Regions from separate parts of the Rattus norvegicus genome. Here all the other regions are linked to region 1. Evidence: chromatin contacts called from public Hi-C data. All regions are on one chromosome and are shown on one strand. Each heading gives the region's core, a stretch centred on a gene start, on an enhancer-like site or on the middle of the called end of the contact. The rest is flanking DNA. Distances are from core to core; before and after follow the strand shown.

Region 1 (7,823 bases), core at 3,100-5,599:
AATTTTGCAAAAGCTTAGGTCCAGGTTTTGGGGTGCTTTCCTATAATCCAAGCACTCAGGAGACAGAGGCATGCAGATCTCTGAGTTCAAGGCCAGCCTGGTCTGCAAAAATTCCAAAACAGCCAAGGTTTGATAGTACAGGAAACTATGGAAAACAGAAAGCTGGTGATGATGTAATTGAACAAGGGAGCCATGTTCCAGCCACAGCAAGCAAAAGAACTTGGCAGCTTCAGCCATGTGGTTCTGGCTTTGGAGTCAAGGAATAGAAGAAAGAGTTATTGAACCCTCCTCAGTGACTACAGAGAGCTGCTGGGGCCAGGTGTGAGGCAGTAGCGTCATTGCATAGAGGCCTAGAAGGTCACTGTGAGAAGCTGTGAAGTGAAGCCTGGATTGCCTTGGAGACTCCAAGAGGTAAGAGATGCTAGGGCCATGGGATACCTGCTGAGAAAAGCTGATAACAAGAAGTGGAACCAACCCCAAAGAAAGAAGTCTGTTGCAGTCAACCCTAAAAGGAGCTGGAGATCTGAAGAACATTTTAACATCAGGCATGGAAGAGAGGCAGCGTTTGCAGTTTTTCCAGCTGGTTTTCAGTCTTGCTTTGGCTCAATATGTCTTCACTATGCTTCATCCCCAGAGCTTTGGAATGGTAAAGTATACCCTGTGTCATAATATGTTGGGAGGATGTGATCCGCCCTTTGACTTTGATTTTATAGAGGATTACAGTTGAGTGGTTGCATGAATCTCAGAAGAGACTTTGAACTTTGGACTTTTAAACGTTGTTGGGACTGTGGTAAACAATGGGGACTTTGGAAGTTGAACTAAACGCATTTTGCATTGGCTACAAGCCTATGGGAACCAGGGAGTGGAATGTGGTGACTTGAATAGGTATGACCCCCATAGACTCAAGTGTTTAAATGCTTGACCCATACAGAGTGACATGACTAGGAGGTGTGGCCTTGTTGGAGGAAGTATGTCACTGTGGGGACAGACTTTGAGGTCTCCTATGCTCAAGTTCTGCCCAGTGTGAAACAGTCTTCTGCTGCCTGGGGATCAAGATGTAGAAGTCTTGGCTCCTCCCGCACCGTATCTGCCTGGATGCTGCCATACTTCCCACAACGATGATAGTTGATGAAACCTCTGAAACTGTAAGCCAGCCCCAATTAAATGTTGTCCTTTATTAGAGTTGCCATGATATTGATGTCTCTTCATAGTAATGACACCCTAAGACAATGTCCTACTTCATTCTTTCCTAGTGCCAGCTTTTGTCCTTTGGCCTCTATCTTAGTCTCTTGATTTTTAGTGCTGTGATAAAACACTATGACCAAGGCACCTTACAGAAAAATAATTATTTGGGCTCATGGTTCTAGAGGGTTAGAGTTTGTAATAGCAGCGTCAAGGCATGGTGGCTGTACCTGCAGCTGAGAGCTCATACCTTGAACCACAAGCAGGAAGCTGAGTACTAGGAATGATATGTGTCACTTAAATCCCAAAGCCTACACCCGGTAACCCTTCCTCCAGCAAGGCCACACCTCCTAAACTTACCTAACAGCACCACCAACTGCAAACAAGTGTTCAAACACCCGAGACTATGGGGGACATTCTCCATCAAACCACCACAGCCTCCTAATGCATAAAGAAACTCAGAGCATCCGGAAGGACCCCCACTTCCTGCTCGCTTCACCGCAAATACAGTCACATGGCTACTCATCCCTTCGGCCTTTACCAACGTTCAAGGCTAAGGTAGATCTTCTGTTCTTTCTCAGAATCAGTCTGTGCGTCAACCACAGCCCCTTCTTCCCACCTTCCTTTGCTACAATCTAGACTTTTCTCTCAAGCCACCTAGAGGGCTGGGAGTCACTGCAGACTCCTCTGCCCTGAAACATCTGCCTTTGACCCCATGTTCCCCAGCTCTTGTAAATCTTTCTCTTTCTTTCTCCACCAAGCTTTTCAAAAATACAACCTCATTCCCCCTTCCTCCTTACCCTTTCCTTAATTTCCTGAGATCTAGCTTCCATGTCTTTAACCACGAGTGATTCCCATCTGTCACACTCTTACATATAATAATCCCAGAATCTCAGCCGCCCTCTGTTGTCGTCTGCATGGGTGACCTGCTCCAAACTCCCATGACTCCCATGAGCCTGCACTTCTGTGATTCTCTTCCTAACTTTCATTGATTCATTCATTCATTGATTCATTCCTTCATTTGTTTAAGGTAATATGTGGCTGGGGAAATGACTTAAAAGTTAAGAGCACTGGCTACTCTTCCAGAGACCCCAGGTTCAATTCCTAGCAACCATGTGATGGCTCACTAATGAGTCTAACTCCAGTTCCAGGAGATCTAATGCCCTGTCCTGAGCTTTACAGGTATCCATGCACACAGTTGGTGCACACACATTCATACTAACAAAACAACTATACAGAGAGAGAGAGAGAGAGAGAGAGAGAGAGAGAGAGAGAGAGAAAGAGAAACAAGCACATTTATTTTCTGGTACCTACCATAGGTAGGGACAGCAAGGATCTAGAGGTGAAGAAACCTGAGTCAATGATAATTCTCACAGAGAATCCATCTTAATTGAAGATGAACTGCCAGACCGCTAAACAGAAAGCATATGGAGGAATCTTGGTTGTTAGGGCAGCAGTGTGAACACTGACTTAGTAAATAATGAGTCATGGAGAGTAAGGCAGGGCCAAGTCCCCGTAAGTCTAACTATCTGCTCTTGTTTTATGTGTTTCTGTTTTATAAATATTTTATAGGTAATTAATCACGTGCAGGATTTCTTTATTTAAAAAAGGACAAGCTAAAGAAATTTAATATTTTCCCAATCCTAAAACAAGAACTCTCCTACCTGAGTCTCTCCTTTCACTGAAATCATCGTCCAGGTCCTCCTCTCATCTTGCCTGAATATTCAGGACCAGCAACCTTGAACTGTTCCCTTGTGCCTGCAATTCCCTCCCAACCCAAAGCATGTATAAAGCATAGCATCTTTCAACTCAAGTCACGTTGTCAGCACCTGAGTCCCATCAGCACCATAAATTATCCTGACACTTCAATCAAGTTTCTTCAACCAAAATGTATGGACCAGCACATCAGAGTTTGCTTAGAACCAAGATGGAGTTGGCTTAGCTAAGGATAAGTGTGAAGATGGCAATAGAGTCCTCAGTGGGCAGAGGAGAGAGGCCAGAGGCCAGAATGCAGAGGAGAGTGGGACCCAGAGTCAACAGACCCAGGACCCAGTGCTGTCAGGTGCCAACAGGACCTCAAGCTTAGCCGCTTGTCTTCTCTGAGCTTCAGTTAACTCATCCATTAGATGGGAGAAATCTCTCAGAAGAATGCTTGAAAGGTTAAGCACACGTTGCCTATGAATTTGCTATCCCACAGTTGAGTTACCACTAATTAGTGACACTGGCTTCAGTTAACTCCCTTTCACTCAGACTTCCTCGATTTTCAGGACTATGGCCCTGTCCACTTCCCTGGTTGAGTCTGCATCACTACAAGATAAGCTGCTATCAAGAGTTTCTTATGGCACCACAGGGGAGGAAACCCTTATGGTATAGCCTAAGTGAGAGACTCAGAAGAAGAAGCAAGAATGTGGGGAAGGAAGGAAGACAGAAGGTGAGACAGAGGGCCTTGCTACCATGGCAGAGGGTATAAGAAGCACAAAAGGCCCTGTGTGTGGTTGGGGAAAGAGGACTGGGAGGAGAAGATAACATAAATCTGTGCAGGGACAGCAGGAATGTCACAACATGAGACACAACCTCTTGATTCCCAGGCTGAGTCAGGATCTCCTTAGTCAGACTCAGCTCACAAGAAGCAGAGAAGGCCTCAGCAGGCCAAAAAGAAATGCTTCTGTGAAGCTCCGGCCAAGCTGTTGGAGCCTAGTGTGGAGACATGGGGTAAAGAGGAGAAAGAGGGGATCCAGTTCTTGTTCCTGGTTGTCATGTAGGTCTAAATTCCAGCCGATCTAAACACAACCACCCAAATTTAACCCAAAGTCTGACCATAATATCGCTGGGTTTAATGAAGACACGGATTTTAGACATGCTTCAGGTTTGATGGTCCCTAGAGATGACAGGTTTTTCTTTTCCTTTTTTCTTTTTTTCGGAGCTGGGGACCGAACCCAGGGCAGCAAGCGCTCTACCACTGAGCTAAATCCCCAACCCCGAGATGACAGGTTTTGAAGCTCTTTTCCTGAGGTGACTGCACTGCAGAGACCCAGAGACCATATGTGAGCTGGAATGCCTGGTTCAGTTTAAAACACAATTCCACACAACAATGACCTTCTTGCCTTCTCTGGGTTTATTCCCGTTCATTCCCCACTCACCCCCCTGCCCCATTTTTCAGAATTCTTCTTCCCGAGATGAGTCAGGAATTGAAAATGCTTGGCATCCTAGTTGAATAAATAGTATTTGTCCATGGTGATACTGGTCAGTGGCAAGCGGCCATTGCTCTGGGACGAGGAGGTTTGAATACAGCCTACATGTCTGCCAGCAACCCTGGTCCTCTATGGGTGTCAGACCACTGGGCTATAGGCTTTGCTTGGGTTCTCTTCCAGCTAGCTGGGCTGACATACACAGAAGGGAAGTGGTAAAGGAAGAGAAGAGGAAGAGACTGATGGAGAGAGGGGAAGGAGTGCTGCTCTGGTACAAATCTACTTGTCCGTCGTACCTGGAGTGTAGGTGGGACCCATCCAACTTCGTTTACAGATCTTGCAGGTATTATGAAGGCTAGAATTTTGACTCTCACCTTCTGAGTGAGATCCTGGCATTCCTTGTACCACATCAAACCACTGATGTAGGTGGGCGAGCAACTGATTGGAACCCACCTCGTTATGCTTCCTGAGGGCCTCAAGGGATGCTCTGCCCCAGGGACATGTAAGCCTCTGCCTTCTCCTCTTCTCCTTCAGCCCACCCCATTGGGAGAGCTGTGTGTTTTGGAAAGCTCTGGAAGATACGTATTCTGAGGCTCCGCAGGCACAGAAGTGTTCCAATACCCCCTGAAAATCCCAAAGGGTGTGGCACCCACGTAAGAATCACCTGACTTAGCAAGCCCTGCTCAGCACCAGCGCTGACATTAGCCTGGGAGCTGGAGAGTTTCCTTTGCTGTGCAGGACGTTTTTGTTTCTCTCCTTTTCCACAGCTTCAGAATCTCCGCTAATGTTTTATGGTGAACACAGTTAACTGTACAACTTAATAGGCTGCACTGAAGCATTTGCATACAGGCTCGTGTCATGCCTTGGTTCGTCACTTTCTCTTTTTGTCCTCCCCTCCCCCATCCCGTCCCCCTTCCTTCTTCCCCATTGGTCCCACTTCTATTTCCAGACACAGGTATCCGTTTGAATGCTTTTAAACCCAAGGGCTTCAAGGTTCACTCACACCCAGAGTCCACGTGTGATCGAACCAGACTTCTTAAAGAGAGTATGGGCAGCATGAACCGTCTTCCACACAGCCAGGGAGTCAGAGCCTGAGATAGAGTCACTCACCCCATTCACCAAGTGCGCCGCATCCACTAGGCACGGCTCTGCTCCGGGAAACTCATCATTCTTAGAGGCCTGCTTGGCTGCTCCTGCTACTGCCTCACCGCGCCCCTCTTCTGGATCCTTTCCATTCCCAGCCCTGCAGTCTAACCCCGAGACCTCCAAGGCCACTCACAGCATTCCTGAAAACTTAGAAGAGGGGCTTTTTGTGTGCAGCTTTTTTTCCCTCCCGGACCCTGGAATGCATCTTCACGGGACCTGCTGATTTACAGCCTCGCTGTCTTTCAAAGAATTCTCTGGTCTGGGTTGAGTCAACAGATGTGAGAAAGAGGCTTGTTAAAGGTTCTGTCGAGGGAGGAGGCCAGTTGTCTCTTGCACTAGCAGGGTGCTTTCTTTAACCCTGGACCTGGCTCAGGCCTCCGAAAATGAACCATGGTGTTCAGCATCGGTGTAGGAGATGACAATGCTCCTTGTGATGCAAGCCATAAGCATATCATAAGCCATACACCCTAGCCAATCTTGCTCCCGAGCTGCTATTACACCCCGTGTCAAGTTTTGACTTTTACTTACCATACTGAACAGACTCAAGTTTATTTCAAGGGTTGGCCCATTTTCTAACCGCACAGTAGTTATTCTGTTTGCCCACTGACAACAGTTGCTACATCCTGTTCCTGCCTACCAACCTTTCTAAAAAGATTCCATTCATCCATTTGTTCCTTTGCCCATTTTCTCAATGATCGTCACCATATTATAGAGTTAAGAACCCATTAATAGGTGAGTAGAACTGGCTGGTGCCTCGGGGACACTACCCTCACCCCTGCTCTGGGACAAGCTACTCTCTCCACAGCTGAAGGAATGCTGGTGACTCAGAACTAAGTCCTCCCTGGGAGTTGTACTTGACCAAAGGGAACTCTGTCCCTCGGGGAAATGTCTCTTACTGGGACAGCCAGCCTCCAAGGACTGATTGATGAAGAGGTACAGGGGTCTGGGCCTCTCTTTCAATGAACTCATGCAGTCTCCTGGAGCATTGTTTAAACTCTTAGGATCAAGGCATCGGTCGAGCGCCTGTCACAGCTACACCACAGTCCAGCCCCCATCTCTGCCATTCCCTGCTGCTGTGACTGTCTTGGCTGTTACCCCCAGGAACAACCCTGCTCCACGTAAGCCTTCTGCACACAAATCCCTAGCTCAGAGTTCGGTTCCCAGGGAACTTGTTCCAAGACACCTGCCGTCATGAAGTGTGCGTACTAGAGGGGAGAGAGAAATAAACAAAACAAATAATCACGGTATGTGAAAAGTGAAATGCTGTGGGAAAAACTAGAGCAGGGTCAAAGAGTTTCAAATACGGAATGAAAGCTGATTGTCATGACATTGTGTGGGTGGGTTGGGGTGGGCGTGTGCGTGCGCATGCGCAAGCCGGCGCAAACCAGAATATCATCAGCCTAAAACTAGAGTTGCCACAGTCCTGGGGTAGACTTTCTCCTTCTCAGGGAACTTCAGTCCTTGCTTATTGGGCTTCAGTTACTGAGATGACCACACCGTGGAGAGAAATCTGTTTCATTTAAAGTCTACTAATTGTGGGTGTTCGTCACATCCGATAAGAGCAGCATCTGAGGAAGCACTAGATCAAATCACTGGGTTCACTGGTCTCGCCAATGTCACTAGAAAACGAACCCTCGCAGCTGCTCTGCTTCTTCAGGCCTTCACTGGTAGTTGATTTCATTGTAAGTTCTCCCTTTTTTGAAAAGCTAACTTCAAGTCCCATAGATCAGTTTGAAGTGCACAGGTCAGCAGACAGGCATGGTCACACACATCTTTAATCCCAGCACTCAGGAGGTAGATGCAGGAGGGTCTCTAAGTTAAAGGACAGCCTGGTCTACATAGTGAGTTCCCTGCCAGACAGGGCTACATACAGATACCCTGTCAAGGAAGAAAAAGGAGGAAGAGCAAGAGGAGGAGGAGAAGGAAGAGGAGGAAGGAGGAGGAAGAGGAAGAGGAGGAGAAAAAGGAAAAAGGAGAAGAATGCAGATTACTGGCTGTTAGTATGTTCACAGTGTTGTGTGACCTTTACCTCTGTCTAAATATGTGCATATGTGTTTGTGTGTCTGCGTGTGTATATGATGCATTTATACGAAGATACAAGGATATGCATACACATATTAGTGTTTTATTTCTGTACCTAATTCTACCTGTTAAAAGCTCTAGATTCCAAGTTTCGATGGATCAAAATCTTTCAGTGAATACCCTCCTATGTGATGTGTGGTCCTCTGTCCCGCCCATCATCCATTGATTTGGACCTATTTGGACCTTTAGTCCCAGCACTCAGGAGGTAGATACAGGAGGATCTCT
Region 2 (7,823 bases), core at 1,674-4,173, 450 kb before region 1:
ATGCTGTAACTATGAGCACTGCTGCTACTGCTATGCTATGCTTGTGGAGGCCTCCGCAGGTCCAGGTCTTGCCCCAGGTACTGTCCATATTCAGTGGCTCCAGGTCTGAGCACGGCTATGGGTAAGACTCGTGGTCGCTGCTGAGGATAGACTCTTACAGAAAGATCAAGTGGTCTAGCGAACTCTCAGGTAAGTGAGAACTTGGGGGCTTTAAAACCAGGTCTTTCTGTCCTCAAACCTTTCTCCTTGTCCACTTAAACCATGCTGCTTTCTATATAAGTGACCACACGTGCGCGCGCGCGCGCGCACACACACACACACACACACACACACACACACACACACACACACACACACCTTTTTTTACATAATATTTACTATCTACATGAAAACACTAAATAGAACATCACCCACTCCACCGTCACCTTTTGCCATTGGGTTCGGAGGATGATACCTGACTAGAAACAGGAAGAACATGAAGACTACTGCGGAGGCTGTTCTGGGGTCTGGGGTCAGTCAGACTTGGGACTGTTCTGTGTAGGTTCTAGGATCGTGTAATTCCTGTCAAATGCTGGGTATAATTTTCTTATGGCACGAGGACATGGCATCAGAAACAAAGCTTCCTAGAGCAACAAATACCCTTGCTGACCAGCGTATTTAAACGTGAGACTCCTGTATGATCACCATCTAGACAGAGGCTCTGTGGATCATACGCTTTCTGGGAGAGCATGGTCCAGGAAGGCACTCAACACTTTATTATTTTAAAAACGGCACTAACTTAATCACTATCCATGAGCATCATTTAAAAGCTAAAACTGTTAAGAACATTCAAGAAAGTAGCCAGTGCGAAGCATGGCCTTCTAGGCTGTTCTACACTACAGCACTACTGTTGTGGTCTCGGAATGCTCTCCCTTAGAGGACACGCAACCACCCTGGGTGTTGAAGTGCAGGGAGTCAGGAAACAGCGGGCTGGAGGGAGGCTGGGGATGGCTGCCAAGACTAAGTGGCAGTCCCAGCCACGCTGACATCCTACGCTCAACTCCAACTCTCTAGGACAGGCCTCTTTGTAGGCGCCTGGCCTACTTTACCAGGAATCGGGAATAAAAGCACAAGAAATGCTTAATTTGTATCAACTCATGAAATCATGGCTTATTTTTACTTTTAGACAGGGTCGCATATATCCCAGGTCGGCTGTGACCAAAGACAACATGGAGCCCCACACCTGCCCAACTTTACCTTCCAAGAGCTAGGATTACTGCCACATGCCTGGCTCACACCAGCCGTTGAGGGCTAATCTGAAAGCGTGGCTATTGCCATAACCGAGTATTTTATATTTTTAAAACGATCTTCTCAGGTCTGTTATTTGATCAGTTAATATTCATTATTTAGTTATCTGTCACTTCAAGATTCATCTTAGGCTCAAACAACACATTACTAAATGCTTGTGAATTACACTTAGTGCTTCTGACTTAGACACACAAAGATTCTACATTAAATTCTTTTTTTTTTTTTTGGAGCTGAGGACCGAACCCAGGGCCTTGTGCTTGCTAGGCAAGCGCTCTACCACTGAGCTAAATCCCCAACCCCTCTACATTAAATTCTAACTCCTTAAAGTTGTGGTGTTTAAAAGATGTGTGTGTGTGTGTGTGTGTGTGTGTGTGTGTGTGTGTGTGTGGCATGCATGCACGCGTGTGTGTGCATAGGTGTCAGAGCACTGACCATGGAGGCCGGTAGAGGATGTCAGAGCTCTCAGAACTGGAGTTACAGATGGCTGTGAGCTGCCATCTGGGTGTTGGGAACCAAACCCAGGTCCTCTGCAAGAGCAAATGTGCATGTTTGTCACAGCTGGGCCATCTCTGCAGCCCCTACAGTTGTATTACTCAGTTCATGATCTTGATACAAATCCTTTCACCAGCTATACAATACATAGGAACACAGTACAAATCAATTCAGATCGCAGTTTACATTAGCCCTTCAAAACTACCTTATATTTGAATAGTTCAGCAAAGTGGTAAAGTTAAGACAAATGCCTCGTTATTAATTAAGCCATGTTAACAAAAGTCTATCAACCCTCTAAACATCACGACTGCAAAATTCTGAAACCGCATTCCGTAGCTCGGACACTGGCAGGTTTGCTAGTGTCCATGCCCTCAACTTCTAGGGAGAGAACACACTACTGTTAAAAACAAAACTAAGAATGAAAAAGCTCGGGTGGATCACACCCCAGTAGATCTCTGGATTTGCAAGTGGATCTCAGGAATCCCTGTAGTGACTTGTAAAGGGATCATCTCAGGAGACACAGCAGCCCCACCCCTGAGAATGTAGCTCCTAGTAGATCCAGGCCTTAGCCACAAGCCGGTCACTCTCCCCAGTCACTCTTTAGAACAGCTCTGTCCGTCATGAGAGAAGACAAAACCACCTGAGCCAGTTGGTTTGCTACACGGAAATTACGGCCGAGCTCTGAACTGTGTCAAGTGCTGTTTACCTGGTGTTAGAAGAATCCCAGCTATTGGAGCCCTGCAGAGTTAGGAGAATCCCCTCTACTGCAAGATGGACCAATTAGAGCTGACTGCCCAGGCCTGAAAAACTAAAGATCATGGGAAGGGAAGGGGCTCAAGAAAAACAACGCTTTACTCAGTAGGGGGCGCTCCTTCCTTAAAAATGTAATTTAGACAATTATTAATAGCAAAGGTACCCGCCCACAAATCACTTAGAACAGAAGTGGCATTCTCTCTGACATCCGGCTGCAAGTATAGCTGGAGTCATGGTCTTCCTAAGGAATGTCTTCCTCACCTCGCTGGAATCCTGAAGCCCTTCATAAATGTCCGTTTCTTTTCACTTTTGCATAAGCTGTGACTTAGCTGGACCAAGCTGCTTTGGCTGGCAGGGTCTGACTCACAGCTGTTGGCTCATGCTTCCAAGTCTCCCATTGGAACCAGCTTCCAAGACAAGCGTGAGAGTGTGACAGAAGCTACCATTCCCACTAGAGCAGCAGTGACTCTTTCGAAGCACACACGCGCACGGCAGCCAATCCTTTTTGTCAGGAACGGCTATCTCAATTAACTATCAACTAGGCTGATAATGGACGACACAGTTATAAGCCTCAAGACTTTCAAATTGAAACAAGGAAACCACTTGGCAGTGGATAAAACTTGAGTTTTCCTAGCACCATGGAAGGAAGCACAAAAGTTCTTCCTCCGCGCTCTCCCTCGTGTGTCCGCCTGGGACTAGTGCCTGAGCTCCCTTCATGCTGTACCCCTAGGGGCAGGGCAGGTTTTTAAAATTATTTATTTTTAAACTTTTTTATTCAAATTGTTTCTTTGATGGGAGAGTGTTTTGCCTGCAATGTGCTTAAGTACCTGAGGAGGTCAGAAGAAGGTACTGGAGTTCCTGTTACCTGGGACTGGAGTGAATCGAACCTGCATTCTCTGGAAGAGCATCAGTGCTCTTAACTGATGAGCCATCGCCCCACTCAGTCTTTTAACAGTCTACAGGCTCACATTTCGAAGCCCCTAGGTCAGTGTCCCAGACACTTAACTTCAGCCCCCCCAGACCACAGCCCCTCTAACAGTGCAGAGAACCTTCCTCCAGCCTCCTGCACACGGCACTTTCCTAGCCTGTCCCTAGCACCAGATTTTGAATGAGGGCAGAAGTGGGTTACAACTCTACAAGCATTGTCTCAGTAGAAAGGTTGGCACAGAGAAGGACTACATAAGTACAAGCTGAATAGGGTAGACTGTCCTCCTTGGGCTGTGTCTACCTGAGGGCAAGACAGTCTCACTCAGCTTTCAGTCTACAAGCAGTGCTGACCGAGGCCCCTCAGGTATGCAGATGCTGAGAAAAAAAAAATGCTCTTCCCACAGGAGCCTCCAAACCAAAAAGATCCCTGTGTGGTGAGGGCAGTCTCTGAGGCCCCGTGGAAACATCTGCCATGCCCTGAGGGGCGCTGTGTGGAGAAGGGAGCTCAGATAATACTCCTGCGGTGCCCCAGGAAAACACCAAGACAGGAGCTTTTGTCTTTCGTGAACAGACCTTTCTCATTGCCTGAGGCTTGCCCATGTGATCTAGTTAATTTGATTTTCCTGAGGTTAGTGAGAAAACACAGCCCTGAGGAAGATCCAAGAGTCTGTGTCCCGTAGGTGGGCAGGGGTACCTTATCAGCAAAGCAACCTGGGAGGCAGCAGAGAACTAAGCTAGCCTGGAGTGGTGCCCAAGGATGGCAAGGGCCAGAACTGGCAACCCAGACACAGGGGGAAGACAGAGCTGGCAGGAAGTGTAAGACCCAAGAAGGTGAGCTGTGCTGTTTGCACACAGTAACATGAATGATGAGTTTTATTATGATATTTTCATACATGTGTGTAATATGCTGTCCACCATTACCCTCCTGATGCTTCATCCCATGGCCCCCTTCTTATCAAGTAGTCCTCTTTCTACTTTGGGGCCCATGTGTGTGACAGACAGACAGAGACAGACACAGACAGACAGACACACACGCTATTGCACAGACAACAGAAAATATGCCGTATTTATCCGAGTCTGGCTTGTTTTGTTAAACATCTGCACATTTTCCTTTGCATGGTTCTCCTGTGTCTGGGAATTTTCTTTACCTAGTCATCCGCTGATGGACATCTAAGCTGGTTGTATACCTTGCCAAGTGTGTAGGTAACTCAGCTGTATTCGGACTTAAGATTCTTTAGGAATCTCCTGGGGGTGGTACAGCTGGATCACACAGGAATTCTACTTGTGTTTTTCTAAGGAACCTCCACAGTGACTTCTATAGTTACCATTCCTACTAGCAGGCCACCGTCCCCACCCTCAGCAGCTGGTTTTCCAGAGGATAGGTTTTCCAGAGGGCAGAAATCTCAAAGCAGTCTTCCCTTGTGGGTTTTTAGGACAGTGTCTTATGTAGCTGAGGCTGGTCTTGAACTCCTATGTAAGTGCGGATGACCCAACCTTCTTCCTCCTAAACTCCCCTATGCTGGCTGGGATCACACCCATATAGTCCCATAGCCACGAGAGCTGCCTACTCATTTTTTTTTTTTTGGTTCTTTTTTTCGGAGTTGGAAACCGAACCCAGGGCCTTGCGCTTCCTATGCAAGCGCTCTACCACTGAGCTAAATCCCCAACCCCGCTGCCTACTCATTTGCTCAACTACTGACTGGGTTATTTTTATGAGTTTTATGAGTTTGGTTCCTTATGTATACAAGATATTAGCTCTGTCACATGAGCAGCTGGTAAACATGAAGTGTGGGAGCTTTTCTAATTCTTGCAGATATCTCTTGAGCCACTGCAGACTATTCAGAAAGTCTTTGTTTATGCTTGTATCTTAAAGGAATTAAGTCCCACAGTTATGTCTTTAGTTCACTATGAGCTGGTTTTGTACAAGGCGAAAGACAGGGACCTGGTTTCATTCTGAGTATGGATCTAAGTTTTCCCAGCACCACTCTGAAAAGCTATCTTAAATTAAGAGAAAAAATGTCAGAGCCTCAGGTGGCTGTACCTGTGGTTCATTTCCTGGCCCTCTCTTCTGTTCTTGGACACACATGCCTCTTTTCACTACAATAGTGGTGCTTTTATTTCTGCAGTTTTCAAGTTTATTCCAAGACTTGCAAGGCAGCAAAGATACAGAGTAAAGATTTAGGTAAAAAAAAAAGCACATGACTAAAATTAAATCAAGCAGCAAGACCCAGCCCACACTGTTCCTTATTCTGCCTAAGTGTGGTAAGACAAAACAATCAAATACAACTTTCTTATCTTATTAGCTACGTCCTTATACTGTCCATCTGAGAAAGCTATCCATGTACAAGAGAGTAAGCTGTCCATGGTGTTTCTATATGTCTCAAACTGGTTTCCTAAATACTTCTGAGACTGTGGTATGTTCTACCCATTTCTGGAGCATGCATATACTACCTACTAGGTGCTGCCACCCTCTGCTTCCACAGTAGCCATGTTTGGTTGTTACCAGTCATAGACAGGCTGAGCAAGTTGCAACATGGAGACAGATGGTGTCTGTACAAGATGTGAAAGGACAATTAGGATCACAGAAGAACGGACTGAAATGTTAAAGTATGCATTTACAACATTCTAACGCAAGTCCAAGAAAGCAAGAAAAAAACAAACAGAACAAAGCCAGGTGACTAGAGCACAGTGATGGGTCTGGGCGCATGCAGAACCATTTTCACTCAGGTTCGCAGCCTGTGAGCATGGGGAATTTGTGTTGTCACTGCTGTTCCCAGAGTCTGGCACAGCCCATTCTTTAATTTTTGTTTTTTTAAATGTAGAAATGCTCCTGGCTGCATGTACACCTGTACACCAGAAGAGGGCGTCAGATTCCTTTATAGATGGTCATGCAACACCATGTGGTTGCTGGGAATTGAACACAGGACCTCAGAAGGAGCGGCCAGTGTTCTTTACCACTGAGCCATCTCGCCAGCCCGTTTTTAATGAATCTGCTGAGCTGGTGTTGCGTTACACCTCGAACTATAATAATTTAGACAGAAAGACTCCTATGCACATACTTCATGTCATTATCATGACAAACGTGTCACCACAGATGGCTTTCTACTAACTCCCAATCAAGTCCCACCTAAACTTCCTCTTGGAGAAATGTGTCAGAAAAGCATGCTCACTACTTAACAAACAAAACTCTTTACTCCAAAACCCTGTGAAAATGTGTCCCTTCCTGTCTTAAGACAGGAACCAACCTAACAGTTCCCAAATGCTTGCAAACCATGCGGCTTCACCTCTCTCCAGCCTCCCTCCTCCCAAGGTTTGCCTAGAGCTAGCCTGTGTTTCCACCTGCCTTCTGTCCCATGCTGAAACACAGCACCTCCCACTTCATCACTCCAGAAGCTGCTCTGTCTTGGGACAGTCACGGTCATCTCCTGTGGCACTCATCTGCTGCCAACCATCTGCTCTCTGGGAAAGTCCTCTTCCCGGCCTCTCCTGTGTCCCTCACTTGGCAACATCCCAGATCCTCTGCAGGGTCCTCTCTGCTCTCTTTCAGGAAGTACTGGCCTTAGGGAGAAACCAGAAGTTTCCCTGCTGCCCTTTCAGAGACACAGACATGGTCTGGGCCTACCTCTCAAGGAATCACATTTGTCATTAGGGGCCGGCCATCCATTAATTTCTCCACCCGTCAGCATGTCTGTCAGTCATGTTCTTAGGAAACAGTCCTGAAGGCAAACTACTGTGAGCGCAGCGAGACACGAGATCAACTTTACACAAGTTCCTTTTCTCCAAGGAGTCTCAGATGCAGCGCACCCAGGAGACTGTCATCTTTTGGGGGAGCACACGCCTCGACTTTCTGCTAGAGTTCATTGTGAGTTTAGCTCTGGGTAATCACAAAGCAGCTAGCAAGCCAGGCGGCATCACCAAGCGGACTTCCAGAGCTCCAGCTCCGACTTGGGGACTGTCTTAGTTTCTGGCCTGGTGGCATCCACATAGCAAACGGTGCCAGTCACGAACTGAGTCAAGGCAGCCAATGGATAAAATTTAGGGGGTGGCAAAGACATGATCTGTACTGAAGAAAATAAAACAATGCAACACAAGAGACACAGGCTGAAAACGTGCACCTTCCCTTAAGACTAGGTCTTGTCTGGGCACCCTCTCCATAGTTAGAAACTCGAAGACAATCTCCTTTGCAGGGACAGCAGATGACTGAGTTCAGAGCCACCAAAGCTTTCCCACTGGATACTTGGCAGTCGGTCAGGCACACATTAGCTTACCTCACTAGTGGAACGAACATCAATAAGAGAATAAATGACCTGACCTCTATTCAGGCAGAACTTTATGCTGGCCTTAGATATTATCTTCAGTTAGAC
Region 3 (7,823 bases), core at 2,074-4,573, 280 kb before region 1:
CTTGGCCACTCTCCAGTTGTGAGAGTTTGTTTTGTGCTATTTGTTTGTGGCTGGTATAAAGTCTATAGCGGATATCTGGAGGGACAAGGCTTCATTTGTTCTGCCGCTCCTGTGTCTTCAATTTCTGGCTTCCCATGTTACCCCAGGGCGTCAGAGCACCTTGTCATAAGGAAACAATATGGAAGAAGACGGCTGAGTTCAGGTGGACCATTGAGCGCCTACTCTGGAGGTGACCTCTGTCCTTCTGTTCGAGTTACCTTGCCTGGAACTCAGTCCCGTGGCCACGCCTCACTACACAGTGGCTGGCTGCATCTCCAGGAAAAAGAAATGGGCTTGTTGTCTGCCCAGACTCCCTGACTTGTTCCTCTCTCCGGCTTTGGTTTCTGCCACTCGTTTGCCTTTAGATGGTTGTTCAGGGATTCCTTGTCCAGCCCCTGCTTCTTTGAGGCTCCTGTTCCGGGCACATGTTCTGTGGGAGCCCCGGAACCCTGAGCCTTTTCCTGTCTGTTGAGTATCGCTTCTCTGGCACCTTGCTTCCCCGTCTCCTGACGGCTGTCACTACACTGCACTAGACAGAAGAACTCAGCCCTCTGTGTGCTCCATCACATCCCCAGTGTCCTGCTCTCTGCTTGCTTCTCCCTTTCAGCAGCACCTGAAGCAGCAGCTCTGGACCTGACCTCAGCACTCTGTGTACTTAATTCACCCTCAGTTTTGCTGTCCTTTCTGCCCCACTGAAACCCTTGCCCAAGCCCTGATCATCAACACCTCTAACTTTTCAATCCCCAATGATTCCAAACAGGCTTTGGGCTTAGGTTTCCCTTTTCTCTAAAGATGGCCCCAAGCTTCTGCTCATGGTCTCGGAACTTCTCCATTTCTTTACTCTTAGCCACTCTCTAGATGACTCCTCATTCAGGGCCCTTTCCTACACTTAGTACGAAAGACAGGCGTTGTCGGCGGTGCCATTTCACCTATAAAGAAAAACATCTGCAGGGACTTTCAGGCCACAGAATATACACAGGACAGACTCACTGTAAGATAAACCGAAGCCCACAAGCTTTCAAGGTTCTTCTAGCGCTCCATTTCTCCCCCACTCTGTATTGCTTGTCCTACCGAGTCTGTTCCCACACTACTTCAGTCTCTCATCTCTGATGCTCTGTCTGCTCAGAATCATTGAGTCTCTACCTGCTAAGCTTGATGCCACCTTGAGTGGAACACCCCTTGAAGAAGTAAGAAGATGCAGAATGGCTGAAACGTTGAAATAATGAACAGGGTTTATTTTATTTTATTTTATTTTTTTTTTTTAATTATCCTCCGTTTGGGTAGGGGGAGGGGGAGGTAGTACTTGGGAATCCAACCCAGGGCCAGTGCTAGGCAAGGGCTCTACCACTGTAACATATGGCCATTCACCCGTAGATTTGTGGACTGCTTTAAAAAAGTAATTAATTTTTTATGATATGGAAGTAGAGATATCAAATAAATCAGGTAATAATCACCAGTGAAGCCAGCAGTACTTTTAGACCCAGTCGGTTAAAAAATTGTGCTTGGACTTGTGAACCAAATGAAGGATCAACAAAGGGAACGTCTGATAAGAAGACTTGACGTGATGTATGGGGCTGGAGAGATGGCTCAGTGGTTAAGAGCACTGACCGCTCTTCCAGAGGTCCTGAGTTCAGTTCCCAGCAACTACACAGTGGCTCACAGCCATCTGTAATGGGATCTGATGCCCTCTTCTGGTGTGTCTGAAGACAGCGACAGTGTACTCAGATACATAAAATAAATCTTAAGAAAAAAAAAAAGAAGTCTTGATGTAGCAGGAGAGATGAGATCAGGATTCAACCAGTGATGATGAAGTGGGGGTGTGGGGGACAGGTAGCACAAAGGCTACCTGTCACTTCCGATGACTGCTAGTAAGAACAAACCAAGTTGGAGAGGCTGAAGGTGGAGTTTGATTATCATGACTAATTGACAATTAATATAAGCTGTGACGTGGTCCCTGCCTCTGGAGAGTTTACTGCCCAGCAGAGAGAGAGAAAGCCGCCAGGCTCATGGCTATACAAATAGCTCTTTGACAGGAACAATGAATACTGGGAAGGAAAAGTATGAAGTGTGTGAGATTGTGTAACGGGGAGATGGCGAAAGGGTCTGCGGCCGAGGGGCAGGATGTGGGACAAATGCCACATCCCTCATCTGGAGGCCCCGGAACCAAAAGGATATGCCCCCAGCAGATTCTAGAGTGTTTACATATGCATAATGAGACCTCGGTCAAAGGGGCCTAAACCTAAGCAAAAAGTGTGTGTGTGTGTGTGTGTGTGTGTGTGTGTGTGTGTGTGTGTGTATGGAGAAGTAGAAGGTAATTTTACATAATAGTTTCAGTGTGTCTGACTTTTGACTGCAACCAGTCAATGGAAGTCAAATGTGGAATTACCCGCTTGCAGCTCATTGTTAGCACTCTAAAGACTTCCGATGTGAAGCATTTTGGGTTTCAGGTTTCTAATTGGGGATGCTCACCTCTGCTGGGAGATGATGTGAAGAAAGAAGAAAACATGGAGGCATACAGAACGCAGTGCAGGAAGAAGAGAAGACAGCAGAGATGGACCAGTTGTGTGCTGGGAGCGTCTCTTTGGATGTCAGAGGTCTGAACTTGACTTGTTAGGCCATAAGGAAAGACAAAGGTCAAGGTTGTCCCAAGGGACCCTGGTGACAAAGGCCAAAGCAAAACCACATGAGAAAGAATTACAGGGCTTTTGTTTTTGTACAGAAAACCATGTCAACCACTGTGGACGGCCGGATGCGATATGGTGAGCCAGGGAGCGGCTGGGCTCATGGTACCCAGCCATGTAAGCTGTCCATGTGCTGTATGACTCAATGTCTCGCTCTGTTTGCTTGTCTCATATCTCACAAGGCAAGAGGTAACGGGGCAGGCAACACAGGGGGCGGGGCTTTCACATCCTATAGAGCCTGTAGGTTAAAGCTGGGTGCTCTCCAGCAAGGTCCAGTCAGTGCGAAGAGTAAAGGAATAAGGTACTCAGCGTGGACAGGGCAGCCGACTGGCCATCCCATAGGTCCTAGGGTTGTCTCTTTCCTCATCGCCCTCACCGGCATTGGTTCAGCCAGGGTGAACTTGGTTGGGTTTTGGCACAGCTCACCCAGAAGTTTAGAAGTGAGGCTCCCTACAGCATGAAGGAGGCTTGCCTCACCAGAGCCAGTCTCCAGGCCTCCCTGGAGGTTCTTTTTGAACGTCTTTAGTAAGCTTCCACGTGGCACACAGACCCTGTTAGCCTCTTAGCACATTTCTTACAAATCAAACCCACTGGTGGGCAGAGCAGGAAGATGTCTGGCTGCCATCCAGACAGTAAACAATAGAGGCAATTATTACACAGCCATTAATCTTGTCAATTACACATTAACCCAGGCGGTGGGTGTAAAGGGGAGTACAATCTTCATATGTGTGTGTGTGTGTGTGTGTGTGTGTGTGTGTGAGTGTGTGTGTGTGTGTATGTGTGTGTGCGTGTGTGTATTTACTTTTATTCATCATGAAAGAGAAAAATTTAAAAAGGACTGTATTTCTCTACTCTCCCCAGCTTCTCCATTTGTGGAGACAATCGTACCACTCTGAAAATTCCTCTAGCAAGTAGGTTGATTGTATCTTTCAATGTTTTCTTCCTGATGGCTGATAACGCAATCCTGCTGAGCATTCAGGAAACTGATTGTGTTGCTTTCTGTAAATCCACTACAGTTCCTCTTTCACTTTGAATGCTTCGGCCACGTGGTCTATATTAATATAAATACTAGCCTGACTGGATGATACAATGATTCGTAGCTCGAAGCAGGGCTTGGAATTCTTTTCTCCCGAGTCTGTTTATAAAGGACCTTCTTTCTGTTCATCTTTGAGCAGGTGTTACCAAAAGACATCCTCGCCCATTTGAAAACCTACGGCACTTGGCTTTGTAGTCTAAGGAAATGAAAATATTAACAATAGGGTGCACAGTCTAGAAACAGCTACATGCGTCCTTATTGGGGGTGGTGGTGAGGAGGCAGTTTCTCTTCAGACTCTTTCTCTAAACACTCACACCCCTTCAGTACTCTTGACCCTCTCATCCTCCTTCTCAAAAGCAGCTCTAAGAAATGACCCACATCAAGCCATTTATTTCTTCAAGGACAGTAATGAGCCTAAAGAAAACCTGTTCTGACCCCGTTTCTGTTGCCAACCTTATCTTTAATGATGGAATGAGAGGAATTTCAGGTATTGGATAATAAACCAAAGTTGAAGTTTTTAAGTTCTGTTCACACGGTGCTCAGACAAATGACTTTCTATTGGCAGGAAGGGCAATTTTCAGTGGGCACGAGTCACGATTTGAGTGGCTGCTTTCAGCTCTCTCTCCTCTTTGTGGAAGCAACGGCAGAGGGCAGGGAATGAGGGCGGGATGACAGGGTGAGTAGAAGAGAATGCCTAAAACATTACCAAGACATTTGAGACCTATTTAAGTAGAGCCCTAATGCCTGGCAGGTCAGAAGACCCAGGGATGTGGAAGGACAGAAGTATCTGTTCACAGCGAACATCATTTCTTCCTTGAGATGCCAAGAGAGCACCTGAGGAGAGTCCCCCATTTTCTAGGGCATGGGGGCATCTTAGAATGAAGTCCTGCTTGACTAACTGTCAGATTTGGTTCACCAACGTAGAGATGTACAAGGTGTTCATTAGACTCACCTTGATCCAATCTCTAGATCTAATAAATGTTAACGACATTTATTCTGGATCTTGGGTTTGGTAGCATGAGAGGGCTGACTCATCACTGAGGTCCCCTGAAGCTCTAAATTCCAGTGCTTTTTGAAATCTATGAAACTAGATTAAGTGGTGAAATTTGATATAGTGTTATTCGAACTGAAATGCTTAGCTTAGGACACTGTCAAAAAGTAAGAGGCCAGAGCGCAAGGGATAGCAGTCATTTCTCATGGCTTGCTTCCTCTTAAACTGGAGCAACTACAGAGTCAGAGGAAGACGTAGAAACTGCCGGTGGCAAATCGATACCAACAGTATTGTCAGCACACAGATCAGGAATACGTGGTTAGAAGGGTGGGGGAGGACAGAGAGATTCTGGGAATACTGCAGGAGTGTCAGTGTCTTCTAATGGTGGTGAGTTGATCTGAGAAGACGTGGGTTGTCCTTTGATTAGATGATTAAACATTTAAGCCACGGGAGAGTTACTCAAAAAATGAAACTGCAACTCAGCAGCTCTGGGGTGATCAGAGTATTTATTTCGCAGGCAGCTGGTTTCAGAACCTCAGGGAGAAGCTGTTCCATAAGCACCAGGTCTCATAAATCAATGAAGGACAATAGGGAAATTTAGAAAGGATGATTCTAGAGTTCACTGGGGTTTCTTTCAGGCAGAGCATTTCTATCTTCAATAACATCGTAGATACTTCCTAAAGAATCCCATTTGGTAGAGGAGTAGCCTTCATCCTAATAGGCTAGTTATCTATAATTCATTGATAATTGACAAAAATCTCTTGCATCCTTAATACTTTGCCAGGAGATAGAGACAGAAGGAAGACAAGAGACACTCACAATCTTAAAAGAATTTGGAGCTTAGCGGGAAGCACACTAAGGCATTTGCAGTAGGTAGCACATGTGGAAATCTTTTAACCTTGTAGCTAAAGCTTGGACCACCAGTCATTTCAGGAATTCGAGTCACTAGAGACTGAGTGGATCAGTTGGACCACAATGACTCCAAGTGTTTGTGTCTTTGGGCTCCTTGATAACTGCTATAGTTTGGGTCTTAAATGTCCTCCAAAGATCCCATGTTAAAGGCATGGTTTCCAGGTTGGCATTGCTGGGATTAGTAGGAACTTTAAGAGCTGAAGTTGGGTGGGAAGTCTTTGGAGTGCTTCCTTGAAGACAATGATGAGACCTCCGCTGATTTTTTTTTATTCCCTTTTTCTTCCTGGGTATGAAGTTGGTGATTTTTACCCTGCCATGTATTCTTGTCCATGGGCCATTTCATCACAGACCCCCAATGATGGTGCCAACTGGACAGGGACTTTATACATTGATTACCTTGGCCATTTAAACATCTTGTTACATTTATTTATATATTGTGTGTAGAACACATGAGTGCCAAAGTGCATGTGTGCAGGTTGGAGATAACCAGAGGGGGGTCTGTTTTCTCCTATCATGTGGGTCCCAGGAATCAAATATGGCATTAGGCTTAGTAGCAATTACTTGTCCCCAGTGGGCCATCTCATCAGCCCATCATGGGTGCTTTTAATACCAACATGAAGTGGCATTACTCCATGCTTAAACATTCCTGTAATTTCTAGTTAGGAAGTTGATGGTTACTTTTTCTTCATTAATAAATATTAATATTTAGTGGTGAAATGATTCTATGTAAGAGTTTGAGAATTTCTTCAACTTTTTAAAAGAAAGATCTATTTTTATTACTTTTATTTGTGTGTGTGTGTGTGTGTGTGTGTGTGTGTATGTGTGTGTGTGTGTTTTGATGTATATATTTAGTGTGCACGTTTGTGGATCTTCTGGAACTGAACTTACAGGCAATTAACGGGTGCTGGGAATTGAATTCCAGAACATCAGCAACTGCCTTTAATTACTGAGCTGTCCTCCAATATCTAAAATGGACAAAGAAACAGGCCTTCTGTGGTAGATCAGTGACGAAATCTTTTTCATTTGCTGTTTCTTAAAAATCTGTTCTGTAAAAGACCTTACACAGTTTCCTGGCTTCTTTTTCTCTCACCATCCTCTGGGGATGGTGAATGACGTATTGTGTTTGATCCTCAGGAAGACTCTACCAATAGTGGAAAGATGGGATTTTAGTAGTTTTGTTTGTTTGTTTGTTTGTTTGTTTTGTTTTCTTTGCCAAAGCTGATTTAGGAGCTGGATTGCTGATAGGTACTTATAGACCCTCTCATTCTGTCCTAGCCGGTGGAAAGGACGTGTGCCTTTTATAGATGTGAACAGCACGGAGTAAACTCATTAGATTGGAAATCCGCTCCCCTTGCTTTTTGCCTATCAACCTCAGGAGGTTAAAATGCCTTGTAGATTACTCCTCCTGCTCCCTGCTAGCCTTGAAAAGTGTCAACAGCTTAGCAATGTGTTATTTTTAAATAACAACTTAATCGTATTTGTTCTTAGAACTCTTGAGTTGATTCTACATAATTTTTTTATGTCAACCACAGAAACACCACATGATCATATTAGTAAATGTGGGGCAACTTAATAAAATGCTCTGTTCTTAATGTAAACTCTTCAGGAAAGACTGGAGGGAAATGCTTAGTTTATAAGCAACATGCCCAAAGGTTTATGGCAAATGTATGCTTTGTGGTAAAATGTTGTGTGCCCCAGGTGAGGTACCTCAGAACCAGAGATTGAGAAAGAAGTCTCAAGGGAGTCTTCTCTGGTAAAGCTCATCTAAAAGGGAAGTCAGCAGCATCAGGCAGGAAAGAGGTGAGGGTGTGGGTGCAGAAGAGATAAGCCCACAGGGCGTTCTGAAATGGAGCGGTCCATGGTTATCTCATCTCATAGCAAAAGGGAAAGCTCTGTTGGTGCCCAGCCTAAAACAGTTATCCCACATCACAACAAGCCTTTTAGGTGCCTACTCTTAGTTGTTGGCTACAAGTCACCTATCTGTGTTAACAGAACACTATTAACAGAATGAATCTATAATGAAAAAAATTATCTGGATCATGGCTGAGAAGCCCGAGAGCCTAACATTGGCACCCAATGAGTATTTTAAGTGGTATCATGCCATGACAGAAGAGAGAAAGGCTAGAGAAGATGGGGACAAGAGAGCAAGAGGACAGCAAGGGAC
Region 4 (7,823 bases), core at 3,552-6,051, 260 kb before region 1:
GACCAAGGTGAGGAATTATGGGTATCAAACTGATGACCTGCCTGCAGAAGGCAGGTGAGAAAAGGAAATGTTTTCCTTATACATCAGCTGACTTTAAAAAGTTCCTTAATTTGGTAGAAAAATAGGAGGGGAAGTACCAGGAACTATCAGTTCTTGGCTCCATTGACATTAAACTGTGTAGGAAGAAGAGAAAAGCGCTGAGCTAATTTATTGTTTGTTTGATATTGAAGTATAAATAGCCCAGATCTCTTGAGTTTCTGAGCACCTCAGGGGATTTGCATAGTCTAAAAAGTAAGGATCATGTCATTTAATATTACTACAGAGTAAGCCTTTTGATCAAGATACAGGTAAAGAAAGTTTTACAGACTTACTCAGATTTGGGGGCTCCTGGGGATAGGGCAGATATTCTTTTATTTTCAATTAAAAGACGGTGCTTTCTGTTTGAAAACTTTCTTAAGGGAGGGTTTGCTGATGACGGTGATGAAGATGGTGAAGATGAAGATGGTGATGATGGTGGTGGTGATGATGATGATGATGGCGGCTTAAAGAGGAATGACACGTGAGCAGAATGGTAGATGATGCTTGCTGAGTGTTTGCTGTGAGCCAGGCACAGTTAAGTGAGCCTTAAAACATTCCTGAGGAGGGTTCCAGTATCCTAAACCTGAAGAATGAAGAAAGAGAGGAGGACACAAGGATTTGTCCCAAGATGCACAGAGTGCATCAGTTGGTGTTGGCCTTGAACCGGCAGCCTAGCTCCCTACCTAATCCCTTCCCTGAGCTGTTTTGCTTGTCAAGATCCTCCAGCACATGCTGTCCGCACCCTCAAAGATGAAAACCTACAAGAAAAAAAAGTTTCCCTATGGTTTCAGCTCTCAGAGCTGACCTTTTCCGCCTCATACGCTCTACCACTGCTTTTAATCCAGACAGCTCAGGGATGTGGGGAGGGCTGTGGGGATCCTGGGCAGGAGGGGCTGTAAACTTGGGTGTTAGTTGGTGTGGACTCTGGAGAAGCTGAGCAAATTGGAAGAAGGTCTGTCAGGGCTAATAGAAACCTGAGATGCCATTGGGACCGCCCCTCCACAAAGCTTCCCTTCCTGTGCAGAGCGAGAAGACAACGGTGTCAGGCTTGTCAGGGATCTCCAATGGGGAGGTAGGAAGTAGAATCCTCATCTAAATTGCTGTGACCCAACAAAAAATTCCAGAGCCCCTTCTTCTAGGTTTCTGAGCACCTGCCACCTCCCCATCTGTGTTGGGGCAGTGAGCTCGGTGGTCTAGGCCTCTTTTAAATGTGTGGACAGAGCACTTGTATTGAGTTTTCTGTTGACTATTGCTTTGCCCTGCAGTTCAAGCCAGTTCTCTATAAAGCAACAGGTATTGAATTTCGCTCAGTTTCCTTTTAGGCTTATCTTCCCCTTATCTGGCATCTCTGAACTTTCAGGAGGTAGTCAGCAGGTAAGAAGTGTGCCTTCAAGTGGTCCGTTTACTCAGTCTCTTCAGGTGTTAGTGGTAACTGGCAGTCAACAGAGATTTTAACCCAGGAAGGGGAGAGGAAAACAAATTTGAATCAATGTCGATGCCACCTGTCCTTGAGTGAAGGCTCTATAGAATGCATAAGGAGACACTGGCTCTCCCTTCTGAGGTTTGAAGTTCTAAAATGGAGGTGCTTCCTGGGGCAGCTGGGTGCCAGCTATCATTCTTGTCCTCCTGAAGGACAATTCTGTCTCCTCCTGGAGATTGGTTTGCTTACTGTACTAAGTAATAGGGTGAAGAGTTTGCTAAAACTAATGGTTTGTCTTCGTTGAGGTTTCTGGAAACAGATCCCCAAGATATGGATTTCTATGCAAGCGACTCAGTAGCAAAGCACTCTGGGAAGAAACAGTCAAGACACTGGGGTGCCAGACAGGTCAGGGGGAAAAAAAGAAGGATGGGGGAATCTCACGTAAGTGCCATAGGTCATTGGATTTGCAGACAATTATAAAATCTAGTTTGCATTGTAGCCTGGGTCATCTCAGCAGAGACAAGGGGCTAGTCCCTTATATGGCTTCATGATTTGGCTATGATTGTTAATCCAACAGGGTGAGAATAAGACCATTACCAAATTTGAATTTGAGCCAAATTTGAAGCACGCTTTACTGGACAGAATGATGAGCTCTTGCCAGATCCATCCCATTCCCAGAGAATGGCCTCAAATTATGTTAGCCAGGTGTTTATAAAGGTGACACCCATAGGCTATATACTTCCCACCTTCATCCAATCTGGGCGAGCATGCATCTTGACATCCTTCCTGCCCACGTACCTCCCACCCACCCACTGTGATCAAGCACATCCTGTGTAGTTGGGGCAACCAACCTTGTTTACAGAAGTGAAAGCACATGACTTGTTATGAACAGTAGCCTCCAGCATTCTAGAATGTCATCTGTCCTTGGGCAAGTGAGGCTTACAGGTTAGAGGCATTTTTGTTTTGTAGCTCTCTTCAGCACAGACATGTAAACGTAAAGCATACTTTTAGTAATCATGTGACATCTGCTTTCTGTGAATGCAGAGCCCCAGGTGTTTCCTGCCTTGGGTGCTCCCAGCCCACACAACCCTGAAACTCAGGGCCAGTTACTTCGGAAGGTTTCAGTACGGAGGTGGCATCACTTATTGACAGATACTGCCATGACAACAGTACTGTGTAGTTCCACTTCTGGTTTTGGAGAGTGATGGTTCCTCAGCACAAGTGATCAAGGAAGACATCCTGCGTGCGCCGACTCATTTTTTTCATGAACAGTGAGTGTTCGAAATGCTAGGCATACATTTAAAATGTGTGTCTAGGAATAAGTGTTAGATAACAGTGCAATCTCTTAAGTACATAAGCTGACTCAGAGTAAAGTGCTTGCTGCCAAGCCTGAGAAACTGAGTTCATTCCCAGCGCCTCTGTGGCAGAAGGAGAGGCCTGACTCCTGCAAGATGGCCTGCATGAGTGTTTAATGCATGTGTGTGTTTAATGCATGTGTGTGTTTAATATTTTTCAGACAATATATTTTGATCATGTTTTCCCCTCTCCCAACTTTTCCCAGACTCTCCACACCTCCTTACCTACCAACTTTCCTCTCTCTCTCTCTCTCTCTCTCTCTCTCTAAAAGACAAACAAAACAAAACAAAACAAAAAACCAAAAATTGCAAGCCACAAAAGCAAAACAAATCCATACTCCCCCAAGAAGCAAACAACATTCCCCTACAAAAACAAAATAAAAAACAGGTAAAAGACCAATAAGACAAAAATGCCAAAACAAAACAAAATGAAACAAAGTACACAAAAATACAGATGAGGTCTGTTTTGTGCTGGTCATCCACTCCAGGAAACACACACACACACACACACACACACACACACACACACACACACACACACACACACACATTCAGTGTAGAAACTAAAAATAACAATCAACATCACCAAGCGTGACTACATGTTGGGGACCGAATGAACTGTGTGATTTTCCAACAGCACCGCCCACTGTCCTCTTCACAGACTTATGAGGTAGGTGGTCATATTTCTTTCCTGTTTTAAAATGGGCCGATTGAGTCCCTTTGGTGCTTAGCTTCTCCAAGCGCCATGGCAGTGTTTAGAATAGATTTAGGACCATCTGACAGACCAGCATCACTGCTACCTCTCGCACACCAAATCCCAGCATTTATCAGCGTGTGTTCCAACATGGGACAGAGCCGGTGTGCCGGGATGGGAGGGCCTCAGGCTTGGTGGCCAGTAGGAGTTCTACCCAGGCCACCTAGTCCACTGCCAGCTGTGCGACTTGTGGCAAAGCCCTCAGACTTGACCATGAGCTTGGCAAGAGCTCACCTGTCCAGGGTTGTCATTTCTGTTGTAATGATCCAGAAAGAGCTGGCATGCTCTCTGTCCCTCAGTACATCACACACGTTATTGATTTTTTGTCCCCCAAAATGTTTGGCGTGTACAGAAAAGGAGATAGAACACACTTGGTTTTCATATCTCAATGATTAGAGCACTTTTCTTTGTGGGGGAAAAGCGAGCCTTGGACTTGTCTGTACTGGGAATTGATCTGTGGTGCTGTCAAGATACATCAGGTGGGTGGGTATATGGAAGCCTTGGCTGAACTGCCAAGACCTCACATTTCTCCTTGAGCTGGACTTTGGTATGTTTTTCTCTTCCAGAGAGAATTCAATTTTCCCCAGAGCTTCACCATACTCCCACCCGTAGCATTATAGTGACTGGTTATATAGAGACATCTCCTTTGAGTAGAGGGGTCATGCTGATGGGGCAACCAGTACTCCAGAGTCACTTTGTAGGAGATAGAAGAAGAACCTCAGTGTATCCTCCTCCCAACACTCTTGGCTGAGGAAACAATGGCAAGAGTGGGGACATCTAGACTGTCACTGCTGCTTCTGAGTCTGGTGTGGATCTCAATAGCAAGAGTCGGGGAATCAAGATCTGGGTGGGAAGAAAAAAATCCCTTTCATCTCTTTCTTTTGCTTCTCCATTTACCATTGTCAAGGATGGGGGACAGGGGTAGAGTCTCAGCTGTAAGTCCAGGAGCAGCCTCCTGTCAGTCATGGGGCTCACCCTTCCCCCTGCCCTTTCTCCACACCTCTCCTTTCTTCCCCACATCTCAAGTTGGTTCACAGAACTTCTTCCAGATCTAAGAAACTAATTGTGAAATATCTTTGTGATTATAGTTTAAACGTTTAATTAGAAGCTGGGAATGAAGCCTTCAAATGCCACACAATGAAAGCCCGAGAGTCTCCCAACATAACTCTGCTTTCCATGAATGTGGACTGAGTCACCCATCTGCCTTCTGCTCTCACCCCTGCACCGCAGCCCTTGTCTTTCCTGCTGGAGTCATCCACTTTCCACATCTGGATTTAGAAAGTTGCTGAGCTCTCACTCTATCTCGTCCTGCTACTGTTCTGAGGTAAGGTCTTGAAGAGTGGCTGCCTTGTGGGGCAGTGGGAAAAGGCCATGTTCCTCGAGTTAGGGAGCCTTGGACATCAGTTATCAACTCATTTCTGTACATGGGAACAGGCTACAAAATCCTGATCAAAAAAGCAGTAGAAGAAATATCTTGCTCCTATGACACAGTTATAAGGGAATCTTGAGTGAGCGATGGGAAAACATGTTGCTCATTTCCTTTTGTGGACTGAGATAAAAATGGCCGCCATTTTCTTGTCTATTTCTAGCTTTAGGGCCCTATGAAGGAATATTTATTTTCTTGCTTTTGGTGGGAGGTGGATATTTGTTGATTTAACATTTGTTGAGAATATTTTGGCACTAGAAAAGTACACAGATAGTCTGTTGCCTCTGGCCAAAATCCTTCTCACCTCCTTTGGCTCTCATAGCTGGAAGAAACCATTGTACTTCTCATCATAGTCTCCCTGTCTTTACACTGGCTTTCTGTTCCACGTGTCTCCTATATTATATCAAAGGCATGTGGTGCCTGAGAACACGGCTCAGTTGATAGAGCACTTTGTAAGCCTGGGACCTGAGTTTGATAGAGCATCCATGGAAAACCTATGTATGGTAGTGCCCTGGGGGAGGATCCTTGGGGTCTGGTGGCCCATCAGTCTAGCCAGATCTATGAGGTCCAGGTTTAATGAGAGGTCCTGTCATAAAAGATAAGGTTGAAGGAGATAGAGGAAAACATCTAATGTTGATCTCTGGTTTCCACATATGTATATATGTGTGCATGAACACAAACAGAATCACACAGGCACACATACACACAAGTTCTGCATGATAAAGGATGTTTTTCATGTCATATTTGCCTGATTCTAGTCAGCTCTATTATATGTGGTATTATATAGGCACTAGGTGCCTGTTAGTGCTAAATTCATGGCCATGCGGAGAGGACAACTAAAGAGTTACAATAGCTGTTCCTGGAGCAGGGGCTGCTGTTGACTCACCCGTGCTTCCGTGGCCAATTCCAGGGTTCAAATGTAGAAGAGTGATACCTCAGCCGTTTGCCTGAGGGCATTCCTGGTCCTTGGTGCGAGCTAAGACTATCAGTAAGAACAGGGGTTCTGATTGTGCTCCTCAAAGGAAGTGAGCTGGGGAGATGGAGGAGAAGGAATAGCATTCCATGGCTAAGCCCATGGATTGGACAGAGTGAAGCTGTCACCAACTGGGCCCAGAGGATGGTTCATTGAGAAGCCCAAAGCAAACAAGACAAAGGGCAAACCTCCAGCAGCCAGTGAAGGACCATGAGGACCAGAGCCATCAATGTCACAGACAATCCAGATAAATCAGAGGAGGGCTATAAAGTGGAAGAATATCCAGGCAACAGCCAGCGAGATCTTTGGGAGAAGGGAAGAAGGTTCCAACCTGTACAGAGAGAACCTGGCTACAATGGGGTACGTCTTAGATGAGAGCCAGGGGCAGGAATGGAGCTGAGCCTGCACTGCCAACGTAGCCCATAAGGAATGCAGTGTCAGGCTTGGCCTAAAGCCCCAGGGATTTATGACTTATCTGCTTTTAGCAGCTTTATATTAAATTCTTAGTAGAAGCATGTATGCTCACACCTCTGTAGGGGGGCCACATAGGTGCCTCTCGTTCCACTAAGAAGCAGGCCAGAACCCTAGCAAACCTATTTCCTCCTTTCCAGGTATCTGACTACGCAAAGTTCTAGTATACCCTCAGCCTTGATTTTGGCTTGAGACTTACATGCAAATTCAGAATCCTGTAGTCATGTTATGGGTAGTGTTGAGATGGCTCAGGGGGTAGCGGTGCATTCCACCAAGCTTAATGACCTGTTTGATTCCCAGAACCCACACGACAGAGAGAATTGATTCCAGAGAGCAAGCTGACTTCCATACATGTGCCATGGCATTCTCTCTCTCTCTCTCCCTCTCTCTCTCTCTATGCTTGAAATTTTAAAAAGAAACCATATGCTCAGAGAGAAGGGCTGAGGGAAACTTCTTATGTTTGAGGTCTATGATAAATCACTGTAGGATTTACGCACTGACATTACATAAGAAGTTACACATTGAGTAACTGTAGCCACTAACTTGAGACGTTGCACTCTGCTGTGCTGTTGCATGTCTACAGTCCCAGCATTCAAGAGCCAGAGACGGACAGATCATGAGTTTAAGCTCAGCCTGGATTACATATGAAGACCCTGTCTCGACACCTCCCAATCATCCCTCAAGAAATCCAATCCAACTCAACCCAACCCAACCCAACAAAACCCAACCAAAACCCAACAAAACCCAACCAAAACAATCCAAAACTCAGGTATAATCTAGATCCACCTTTCCCACCAGCAGTGATAGGAGCCACTTTAATTTCTTTTTTTCCTGATTGCATGGTGGAACACCTGGTGAGTCCCAGTTGTCAACCCTGTGTTCTGGGTACCAGGCCCACACACATGCTTAGAACACACCCTGCTTCGTGAGAAAAGCCAGCCTGCTTTTCTTCTGTGCTAAGTTTTAGAGGATTTAGGAGATGGGAGTTTCTGGGTGGGGTCACTGTTTATGTCTCAGGTGGCATTGCTGTTAGGAATCTAGTGGCTATCCCTGGAAACCATAATTATCATAATATTCATATTTGCATAATGATTTGCAATTTAGAAAGATATCTTGCATGTTCAATTTCACTTAATTGCCAGAGACATCCTGTGGAATCAGCGAGTGGCTAGAATAGACATCCTTATCCCTAATTTATACAGGCACAAAGCGGAGGCAAGCCCTAAACCCTCATGGCTCTCCTAATTCCAAAGTCTTAGTATCATTCCAGATCTTTCAGAAGATCATGAACTCCTCAGTGGGCAGAGGTACCCCAAGGCCACTTCCTTCTTGCCCCGAAAGCTGTT

The links. A called contact is a pair of places that touch in the nucleus more often than the background predicts.
Region 2: a contact with region 1 is called in a Hi-C map of Schwann cells, with 9 times the contacts expected there. The contact joins two enhancer-like sites. A contact is called at or near these places in 9 of 12 Hi-C or Micro-C datasets (the A7r5 cell line, Schwann cells, frontal cortex and 5 more) and 1 of 1 datasets of contacts at active chromatin or transcription factors (oligodendrocytes).
Region 3: a Hi-C map of the A7r5 cell line shows a contact between it and region 1, with 4 times the contacts expected there. The contact joins two enhancer-like sites. A contact is called at or near these places in 5 of 12 Hi-C or Micro-C datasets (the A7r5 cell line, Schwann cells, kidney and 2 more).
Region 4: a Hi-C map of the A7r5 cell line shows a contact between it and region 1, with 4 times the contacts expected there. The contact joins two enhancer-like sites. A contact is called at or near these places in 2 of 12 Hi-C or Micro-C datasets (the A7r5 cell line and mammary epithelial cells).

Annotation. Positions count from the first base shown.
Region 1 is chr2:45,575,467-45,583,289 of GRCr8, forward strand. No RefSeq gene overlaps it. Among named protein-coding and RNA genes, the nearest start is that of Ankrd55, 68 kb to the right of the region's middle. Within about 2 kb of position 4,350, at least 5 of the 93 cell types and tissues checked have an H3K27ac peak or open chromatin away from gene starts, as enhancers often do. A contact at or near this core is called in the A7r5 cell line and Schwann cells, where this site is marked.
Region 2 is chr2:45,123,443-45,131,265 of GRCr8, forward strand. All of the region lies in intron 2 of Map3k1 (mitogen-activated protein kinase kinase kinase 1), which reads right to left. Among named protein-coding and RNA genes, the nearest start is that of Map3k1, 21 kb to the right of the region's middle. Within about 2 kb of position 2,924, at least 22 of the 93 cell types and tissues checked have an H3K27ac peak or open chromatin away from gene starts, as enhancers often do. A contact at or near this core is called in the A7r5 cell line and Schwann cells, where this site is marked.
Region 3 is chr2:45,292,693-45,300,515 of GRCr8, forward strand. No RefSeq gene overlaps it. Among named protein-coding and RNA genes, the nearest start is that of Map3k1, 150 kb to the left of the region's middle. Within about 2 kb of position 3,324, at least 9 of the 93 cell types and tissues checked have an H3K27ac peak or open chromatin away from gene starts, as enhancers often do. A contact at or near this core is called in the A7r5 cell line and Schwann cells, where this site is marked.
Region 4 is chr2:45,310,055-45,317,877 of GRCr8, forward strand. No RefSeq gene overlaps it. Among named protein-coding and RNA genes, the nearest start is that of Map3k1, 170 kb to the left of the region's middle. Within about 2 kb of position 4,802, at least 3 of the 93 cell types and tissues checked have an H3K27ac peak or open chromatin away from gene starts, as enhancers often do. A contact at or near this core is called in the A7r5 cell line, where this site is marked.